Regions from separate parts of the Gossypium arboreum genome. Here all the other regions are linked to region 2. A link is a contact called in public Hi-C data. All regions are on one chromosome and are shown on one strand. The core of a region is the stretch at or near the end of the contact, and the rest is flanking DNA. Distances in the headings are between cores, read along the strand shown.

Region 1 (3,332 bases), core at 102-2,601, 260 kb before region 2:
TTAACCAAAACACTATAAAGAAGGCATGTAAATTTTGGGAATTATGTGATTTTAGAGTTGGGGTTCAATTCTAATCACTCTCCCCATTTTATAAAACAATAATAAAATCTAATGTCACTTAAATTCAAATTACTACCCACTCCCAATTCATATGTTTAGATTAACCAAATGTTTCACTTTTTTTTTTTTAGTGTTACCAAATAAATAACTTCAATTTTAGTTTTTGATACCAATAGATATTTTTATCAATATTTACAAATATTTATATTTATCACACACCATTATCAAAAAAAGAAAGTAAATCTAAAACTTACTGCATTTTTGTTACATTTATTCATAATTTGAATCCATATCAGAAAATGCCAGAAATATTCATTGCCTGGCTGCTCCACCTCTCCATTTCAGATTTGCAGCAAACTTTATTAACTGCAAAATTAAATTTATGAAAGAAATAAACATCTATTGATTCATTTGATTTTCTTTTCCTTATAAAATCATGTTTATATATTTACAATTAGCATCAATTTCAATTTTTTAAAAAATAACGAAAAACCTAAGAGGCGAAAGAACTAAAAAATATGGTGATATGTAACAAAAAGAAAAAGACGACTGATGAATGCTTGTTTAGCTAGCGAGAAAAAAAAAATAAGAACCAAAAAAGGAAGAAAACCCAGATTTTCTAGGAAGCCAAACAAGTTTCCCAAAAAAGCCTGTTCTTTTCCATCTCATTCATGGTTTCGCTTGAGTTTGAGTTTTCAGCTGATGAAGAGGATTTCTTTTCTTTCCCCACACCAACTCCTTTAATACGTTGATCATCCCTGCAACTTTTTTTATACAATTGAACCTCCTTTTGCTCCACCACCCCATCGTCATCGTCGTCATCATCTTCATCATTGACACCTTCAACAACATTTGCAAATTTGTTTTTTAAGCTACCACCAACCTCTCCAACACCATGAACAACATCAGGTGCAATATCACAGCTACATGACTCGGCATCATCATCATCACCATCATCATCGTGACTGATATCAACCATGGCTGGATCGGAACTACAACCAGATTCCGAATCGCCGGTGGCCTCGAAGAGCAAGAAAGAAGACACGTCAACAACTTTACTTCTTCTTCTTCGGATACCCATTAATAATCTGTAATTACCAAACCGCAAAAAACAAAACGGAAATTCAAAAGAAAATTTTTATTGGTACTGACTTTGGGTTATTTAAGCCTTTGCTATATACATCAGAAAGTTTCATAAGTAATAATTAAAAAATAAATAAAATAGAAGGAGGGAAGGGTGGGCTACTATTGCTATTGCTACCGTGTTTGACGCATTGGAAAATTTTATTATAATGAAAAAGAAAATTTTGGTTTCTAGAAGGAGATAAATATACGCTAACGCAACGGTTGATATTGATAGAATCACAGTTCAGACCAGAGTAGGCCAGGTCCCACCCTTCTAGAAGCTTAACAATCACATAAATATCAAATCTTCTAGAACCCCACGTTCCTAATTATATATTTTCTCTCATTTATTGTTTTTATTATTATTATGGCAGTTTCTTTTTTTGTTTTATTTAAAGAATAAAATACTTTTTAAAAATTACTTTATTAGGTTAATTTTTGAGAAATTTACAAGAATAAATTGATTTAATGAAAACACTTTTAGCTGAAAATATTTTCAGGTGAAATGTAGAAAAATACTTTCAACTAGAAACGCTTTTATCGTGTTGCTAATAAAATACTCTAAGTAGAACGCGTTTTTGCCAACTCATTTAAAAGCGTTTCCAGTTGGAAGCATTTTCCCCAATAGCAACCCCCCAATGGCTACTTTCCCCACAGTTAATTAAAATAGCCGTTGGCACTCATCACCCCCAACAACTACATTTTTCGAAACCCTATAAAACCCCCTTACTTTATTTCCACAAATTTCACTCATATATCTCTCAAAATTCACAAATCACTCTAAGAAATCTATCAAATTCTCTGTTAAATTCTTACTTCAATTTTATTTCTCTCTAAATTATATTTTTATCAAAATTATCTTAATATTTTTGCAAATAAATTTTTATTAAAATTAATTCTTATTTTTCAAGATTAGAAATGGATGGATCTCTAATCCATTTTGATGACAAGCACATTTTCGTTGATCAATTGCAAGTGGTAAGAATATTTTTTGATATATTTCAATGTTTAATTTTTTTGTTTCATTGTTATATTTAAATTTAATTTTTTTTCGTAAATGTGCGAAAGATTGAATTTTGGAGTGTTATATTCGTAATCTACCCACTCCTCAATCACCCTTGATTGAACTATACTTGAGGGAAACCGATTTTTCGCACATGGCCCTTGTAGGTTGGGGGTGTAAGTTGGACCCAACACTCGTAAGTGTGTTGGTGAAATGGAGACCGGAGATGCATACATTTTATCTTTCATGCGGTGAGTGTACTATCACTTTGGAGGACGTGTAGTTACAGTTGCGGTTATCGGTGGATGAGTCGGTAGTCACTGGGTCAATTCACGTGGCCGATTGGAGAGGTGCATGCGATGAACTTTAGGGTTTGGTTTTGGAGACGATTTATGAGGTAGGACCAAAATGAGTTGGTTAAGAAGAAACTACGAAGGGCTAGATGAGGATTTAGTTGAAGTCAAAAGAGAACAGCACGTTCGGGCGTACATCCTTCAAATTATCGGGGGTATCCTAATTCTAGATAAGTCACAAAATCTCATCCATCTAATGTCGCTGCTGAAACTTGTCAACTAAGAACTCAGTTGGGGGTCCGTTGTGTTGGCGATATAATACTGGGAAATGTGTCGAGCGATGCAATCATATAAAATTAAAATTGGTGTTTGCATTCTACTATTGCAATCATGGGTGCAGTACCAATTGCCATTTTTACTGTCCTCGAGTGGACTACCTATACACATTCTCACTCGTAACAAGGTAAAATTCATCAGATGATATGATGTCCATAATAAAATTAATTTAAATATTATTATGCTAACAAATTATTTCAATAGGTGGAACCATGGGTCGAGTTACATAGGATTATCGAATAAGCTGTGAGAAATATGACTTCTATTGGAAACGAATGTGTGAATTTATTTAAGTTTAAATTATATTGTATTAATTAAAGTAGTTGATTAGATATTTTGTAGTATATATGTATAACTAAAGTTTTGATTATTTTAATATAGTTTGAATGGACACCAAATGAGGATTCGACAATTTGAGAATGCATTACTGAGGAATTCTTTGTGAATCTGAACATCTAGCACGTGAAGGTGTCATTGGTAGTGTATGCTACTGTCGAGATGCACGAGTCGGATAG
Region 2 (3,479 bases), core at 756-3,255:
TATCCAAATTCTTAAATAAGAAAATATTGAAATTAAAATTAAAAAGATTAAATTATAAAAATCTAAACAATAAAGGGATTGGAGCTGTAAATAGACCTTTTAAAATAACACTAAAACTAAAATAACCCAGAAAAAGATTGCAATTTAGCACCAAAAATTAAATGTAGAAGAAAAAAATTAATTAGTGTTAGGAATACAAAGAAGTCAAGGCTAAATCAGTGGTGAAATCTTGAAAAATGCTGATCCTCTTTTTGACAACCCATTACACCAAATCACTAATACAAGACTAATACCCAACTATCCAGCCTAACTTTTGAATCTCATAATAATACTATTGTACCATTTATAAAAAAATATTTAATTTTCTTCTTTAACAAAATAGATAGTTAATTTGTTTAGCTTTATTTATTAAATAGTTTTCATATTCTCAAAAATTCAATTTTAAAGAAATTAAATTGGAATAAAATAATAGGAATTCAATAAACACAGACTCTCTTCAATCACACTGTTCCTAATTTGGTAACCCTAAAATCAGGTAACATTCCAACTTTTGCAAGCAACTTAACACATGTTTGTCACTTGGAAACGTGAGATAAGGAGCCTTCAACTTAACCAATGATTAATATATGAAAAGCAATAAGGAGTTTTTTTTTTTTGGTTTTGTTTTGTTTTAAAATATGGGGTGTTGGAATACGTTTAATTTAATGTAAAAAAAAGAAAAAACAACGTTTATAACATTTATTTACACAAAATTATATATATACATATATATATATGCTGTGTTTATTATTTGGTTAATGTATGCAAATGAAAATACAACTCTTTATCTCTTCAGCAAATATTGGCGAAAAAGAATGAATCATTATTGTTTGTAATAAGGAGTTTGTTTAGTTTAATTGAAGACTAAATATAGAAGTGAATAATAATGGGCATGATTATCCCATATCCCATGAAGTCAAAATAGAAACAAAATATTATCCATCTCCTCATTATGGCCTCTGGTAGACAATACAATGCACTTTAATATTTCTTATGTGTTTTAATAATTAACATCATTACTTTTTAAGTTTTGATATTTCAGTTCTAATCATTTTTTATTTTGAATTAATCAAAATTGAGAAATCTCAATCACAGTGTTTATGACTTTTTGTCATTATTATTATAATAATATTTTATCCCTTTTATTGTGGTCCCCGCATATCGAGATCCCTCCGATCCAGCCGTGTTACGCGCAACATGGGATTCATTGCACCACCACTCTCCCCTACACATCACCACATTTTATCAGCCCTCCGCGTATCAATATCTCGTCGTTCCATCTCCTTCCCGATATATTCCTCAAAAATCTCGTTGAACATCTGCCCCTACACGCTCTTCCATACACCCGTTTTCTGCGGCTCCGCTTTGTTGCCGACGGATAAGATCTCCCCTTCACACCGTCCATCATATGGCCCGCATCTCTCCCCCACCACGTGTCTCTATCTTAAACGTCCATTAGTTATCCCCACAAAAAATTGATACCCTCATCTTTCCTTTCGCTATAATTCTGATTTAGTCCCCGGTAATACTAAAATTTGACATTTAATCATTTTATTTTATTTTTAATTTGATATGATTTGTTATAAATTTTTACAATATCACCCTAATTGGCTATCTTTTCCTATCACTTGGCTTCTTACTGGTACTTTTATAATGTTATTAGTGTATTTAAATTCGATAAAATTGTTTGTTGATATTGTTGAAGTGTTAACGTGAACTTTTTTTTGTATTATATGATCATACAATTTATATCACATAAAAATTCAATCAATAATGTTTAAATCCTTTAAGAGATAAAGTAACAATTGAGGTTTTGAATTTGGATTTACTAATAAAGTACAAAGTTATGTAAAAAATACATAGAAAGATAAATTTCAAAATTTCAACATACTAAAGGGACTAAACCTAGAATTAGACCTAATTTGACATGACATATTTAACCATTGTTAAAATCTAACCACCCTTCTCAACACATCAATAAAAATTCTTATCCTCTCTCACCTTGTATCTGTCATATCACTTCACTTTCTCTCTCTTTATAGCTCCTTAACCTCTGCTCTCACTGTAAGCTTCATTAATGGCGTTTCAGATCTGAAAATGAACTCTAAAGCTTAAGAAAACCCCAATCTTCGGCAAACCAAAAGGCAAAAAAGAGTATCTTCTTTTGTATATTTTTAATCCAAAAAGGCTTAATTTCTCTTCGCGTGTGTGTGTGTGTTTTGTTTCTCTTTCTCGATTTTTCAAAATGCAGAAGAAAACGGCGTATTCGTTCCCCGACGAGATTTTGGAGCACGTGTTCTCGTTCATACAATCGGGCAAGGACCGGAACGCAGCGTCGGTGGTGTGCAAATCGTGGTACGAGATCGAACGGTGGTGTCGGAGGAAGATATTCGTGGGGAACTGTTACGCCGTCAGCCCTACGATGGTGATCAGACGGTTCCCGGATATCAGATCCATTGAGCTAAAAGGGAAGCCACACTTCGCGGACTTCAATCTGGTACCGGACGGTTGGGGCGGGTACGTACTTCCATGGATATCGGAAATGGCTGGAGCCTATCCATGGCTCGAAGAGATCCGGCTTAAGCGAATGGTTGTCACGGACGAGAGCCTGGAGCTTGTTGCTAAGTCGTTTACGAATGTGCAAGTGTTGGTGCTCTTTTCTTGTGAAGGGTTTTCAACTGATGGGCTCGCTGCCATTGCTGCTAGCTGCAAGTGAGTTTGATAAACTCTTTTTTACTTCGTTTGTTTGGCTTTTACTTTGCTTTTCAATTAGACAAAGAATTGAACCTTGGGTCTTTGTTAGATTCAATTTTTGTTTTTGGTTTTAGCTACATTTCTGTTTTCTTTGTGATTTTTGAGAAGGGTAGAGTTTTGTTCACTTCAAATGCCCCTTTCCCCCTAGGATTCCTTGTTCTTGTTTTCTATACCTAGATTCTTTTTCGGGGGTTGTTTTCCAGATTTTAAACGGTTATTTCTGGGAAACGTGGGCTTTGCTTTTGCTGTATAAACGATGAATAATATATTTTGTAAATTGAGGATGTAGGGACTGATTTTCCAAGTTGGTACTGCAGATTCTTATGGTATTTCTTTTTTCAAAATTTTTCCTTTTTTTATCCTTCTTTGTATGTTATTTTAATTCCATCTTGGGATTTGTTTGTTTTTTGTTCCTAGATTAGAACTTTATTTTCTTGTATGGTTTGAGCAATTAGATGCTTAAAGAATATGCAAATTTCTTCTCTTGTAAGTTCAATTGTAAAAAAGAAACTTTCTTCTTGATTTTGTATTTGGTTTGGTCGATTTTTTTAATTCCTTGTTTATATGAATCAAATCTGGTTTTGTGATACAGGAATCTGAGAGAGCTGGACTTGAGAGACAGTGAAGTTGATGATTTGAGTGGGCATTGGCTCAACCATTTTCCTGACACATACACATCCCTTGTG
Region 3 (3,743 bases), core at 1,064-3,563, 160 kb before region 2:
GACATAAATATAGAAATTTCAAAGGGAAAGTCCAACTTAAGAAGCCAAACAAACTGAACTGCCAGGGAAATTAATTAAAAATAATCACCATCGTGATGAAGATGAAGTTGAGTTACATCAGCTGGACAACGCTTCTTTTTTAACAACCATAATTTATTTAGGCTAAACTCTCCCTATATTTTTTATTACTTAATTTTTAAAACTTAGGTTAATAACTAACTTAGCACTTCAACTATAATTAAAATATCAATTTGATACTTTCAAAAAAAAAATTAATAACAATTCTAAAAAATTTCAAGGGTAAACTACTTGTCACCTAAATTTTAATGTGTTCGTATTTTGGTCAATTAATTCTTTTTGTTAATTTAGTGACTTCCATTAGATTAATTGTCATTTTTAGTTACTCTACCGTCAAAATGCCTTAGTCACTGAATGAAAGCTGATGTGGTAGTCTTTTGATTGCTATAATAACAAATTTAGCCCTTAACACTTTATATATCCTGTCAAGTTGGTCCTAATTCTAGAAAATTTCAATAAATTTAACCCTTAATGTTTGCACATTTTATCAATTTAGTCCAAATTCAAAAACTTTATAATTTTAAAAACTTGAAAAATATATAATTTATTACAAAAGACATAAAATATAAAATATTAAAAATATATAACATTACATAAATGTTTAATTGCCATTTGGTCTTAATTCTAAAAATTTAAAATATATATAAATAAGATATTAAAAATATAAAACATTAAAAAATCAAAACCCAAAATTGAAGCAAGTAAAGTTTCCTTAGTTATAATTCAAAACCATGAAAACTCAAAAATTGCTCCTACATTTGATATATTCAACTGCACAACATTGCGATTAAAAAATTACAAGAAAAAATGTTCAAAATTTTCTTTCCTATTACCAGATTTTCTGGTCAACCAAACAAAAGGGATAAACTTTGTAAAACAACGCTCATCCCTTCATCTTTAGGCTTCCCATTGTTCTAATACTCCTACCAAACCTTACAATCTTAAATATCATATCAAATCTATACCCAACTTTACCAGACCCAAAAATCCATCATCACTTCGTCATCGAGCATTCATCGTTAAATCCACACCCAAAGTCAATTTTTTTTTTATATAGACACACTCAAACTCAATTTCACATTTTTCTTAATGAGGAAAAACGATCATGAAGCACCACTTAGCCTTAAGCATTTAAATCCCTCAGAGCCCTACACTTTGCCACCAAAATAAAACTTGTGATGTTTCTATAAGTAAAGGCTTTCTTATTTGAATCCCTCAACCAACTGTTTGATCATGGTGCTGGTTGGATTTGGTAGTGATTGATTCAAAAAAATTAATTCAAATGACTCGTTTAGCTTGATGGGGGTTTAAAGATGAAAAGGAAATATTTGTTCAAAAAATTTAAGAGAAATTGAAGGTAAAATTTGTTGAATTCCTAAAATATTTTGTTAAAAATTCATGAAATATTGATTTAAATCCTTAGCCAAATTCATATTTAAGCCTTTATGTTAATTTATATATATATTTAATAATTTATATTTTATGTCTTTTCATAATAAATTTGATATATTTTCAAGTTCTATTTTTTAATTTAAACTAAATTGACAAAATGTGCTTATATTGAGGTTAAATTTGTTGAAATTGTTAGAATTAAGAATAAATTGATGAGAATATCTAAAGTGTTAAAAGGCTAAATTTATTATATAAATCAAAAGATTGCCATGTCAACATTTTGTTTAGTAACCAAGACATTTTAATGGTGGAGTGACTAGAAATGACAATTAACCTAATAGGGTGACTAAATTAACAACAACAAAAAATTGGTGACCAAAATAAGAACACGTTAAAACTTGGGTGACTATCTGAGTAGTTTACCCTTTAAATTTTTTAGAATTATTAGTAAGAAAAACTTTAAAAGCATCAAAATGATATTTTAGTTATAGTTCAAAGGCTAAATTGATTATTAACTCTTTAAATTAACGTGTCACATCATCCTCTTAACGGGAGGTTAACGGATAAGTGACTAAAATATAATATTTTGATAACTTTAATGATAATTATGTAACTTTTAAAAGTTAAACAACTAAAATTTGATTTTAATAAAAATTTAAAGATAATTGGTATAGTTTGCCCAGTTATTTATTAGTAGAATAGGAACAGTCCAAGACTAAAAAACCCAAAAACGATATATAATAATTGGAAAACAAGGGTTCAAATGGCCCAAGAGCTCAGCTCCAAACAACATGGGCAAACTCTAGTTCCCAAATGGAAAGGGATCCAATCGGAGACCGTGTTTGTCAGTGAGAAACCTAAGGAACCAAACCCCACAATTGTGAGACAAAATGGGTAGGATACTCACTGCTAACAAAAGGAGTCAACGCCCACAAGTCCGTCGGATCGTATACAAGAGTATTTTGGGTTTGAGTTTGAATATTTAAGACTCTAAACTCAGTTTAATTCGACTTATTTTTTTGTTTTTAATATACTACATTGAGAAATATTTGTTCTACTACTAGTGAAATATTTAGGCTCCACGAGTAAGTTAGAAAGATAACAAGTGTTCAATAGAAATATAGTAAAATATTAAAAAAATACATATTATAAATTTTTAAGACTGCTTGTGGAATAAAAAAAATAAACTGTCAATGTACCAAATATGAACCGTATTACATTATATTATTTGTATCTATCATGTAATTTATAACACATAAAAGTTAAATTTATAGTAGCTTAAAATATGTCATAAGTTTCTATACTTTTCACAAATTTAGAATTTTGTTTCTATACTTTTGATTTCAAAATTTAAGTTCAATTATTAACGTTGCTAATTTTTTGTTAAATTTATTTGTGTGACATTTTGAAATTTAAAAAAAAACTTAGTAGTAATGTAACTAAAAGCATGATGTTGTAAGAACATGAATTAAAAAAATAATCTTAGTGTTAAGAGTTGGACTGAATTTTGAAATCTAAAATGTAAATGAGCTAGATTCCTAAAATGAAAGTATAAGGACTAAATTTTAAATTTATGATTAGTATAGGGACTTATGGCATATTTTAATTTTTATAGTAATATATAATACTATAATGTGAACATTAAAAGATAATAAATTGCTTATATATAAATTTTAAATAAATAAAATAAAATAAAATTATTAAATTAAAAATAATAATATGAATAGATTTAAAATAAGCTTAAATTAATTATTTATAAATATAAATCATATTTCAAATTAAATCGGGTTTAGATAAATATAAATTATGGTAATAAAATGCAAAAATCGGGCTTAAATCCAACTAGTAGGACTTTTACTACTAATTATGGAATCTACAAAAATAATGAAAATCTTAAGAAAAAGATTGGATGTAACTATTATTAGCCCATCTAACTAGTGGGCCTTGAAAATGGGTAAGCGGAAAGGATGATACAGTTAGACCTCAAAACATAAAAGTTGGTTGGCTTATCGAATCTTATACAACACTAGATTTTATCAGATACATGACCTAATCGTATTGAAATTATATTTATATAAAAAGCTAATTAATAAGTTAGTTATAAGAACAGCCATAAAGTTTATTTTTGAATAAATTTTTGTTAGGTAATGAGTGTGGAATCCATCAAAATTAATTATTTTACTCTTAAAAATATATTAAAATCAATAGATAGGTGAATCCCATTGAGACAGAAATAATCAGATTTGTTAAAATATCTTTTGGCTAAAAGAAAA

Evidence for each region. Hi-C and Micro-C count contacts between places; a contact is called where the count stands out from the background.
Region 1: a Hi-C map of leaf shows a contact between it and region 2, with 6 times the contacts expected there. The contact joins the promoter of LOC108469034 here to the promoter of LOC108470152 in region 2. A contact is called at or near these places in 2 of 5 Hi-C or Micro-C datasets (both in leaf).
Region 3: a contact with region 2 is called in a Hi-C map of leaf, with 4 times the contacts expected there. The contact joins the enhancer-like site here to the promoter of LOC108470152 in region 2. A contact is called at or near these places in 2 of 5 Hi-C or Micro-C datasets (both in leaf).

The regions. Positions count from the first base shown.
Region 1 is chr8:36,127,516-36,130,847 of ASM2569848v2, reverse strand. LOC108469034 reads right to left here and starts at 1,351. Exons shown (of 2, transcript XM_053018229.1): 1 at 671-1,351; 2 at 303-426. The coding sequence starts at 1,141. The coding sequence ends at 680.
Region 2 is chr8:35,872,833-35,876,311 of ASM2569848v2, reverse strand. LOC108470152 (protein TRANSPORT INHIBITOR RESPONSE 1) reads left to right here and starts at 2,005. Exons shown (of 3, transcript XM_017771398.2): 1 at 2,005-2,751; 2 at 3,386-3,479. The coding sequence starts at 2,285.
Region 3 is chr8:36,031,556-36,035,298 of ASM2569848v2, reverse strand. No RefSeq gene overlaps it. Among protein-coding and RNA genes, the nearest start is that of LOC128279812, 36 kb to the left of the region's middle. Within about 2 kb of position 2,313, at least 1 of the 2 cell types and tissues checked has an H3K27ac peak or open chromatin away from gene starts, as enhancers often do. A contact at or near this core is called in leaf, where this site is marked.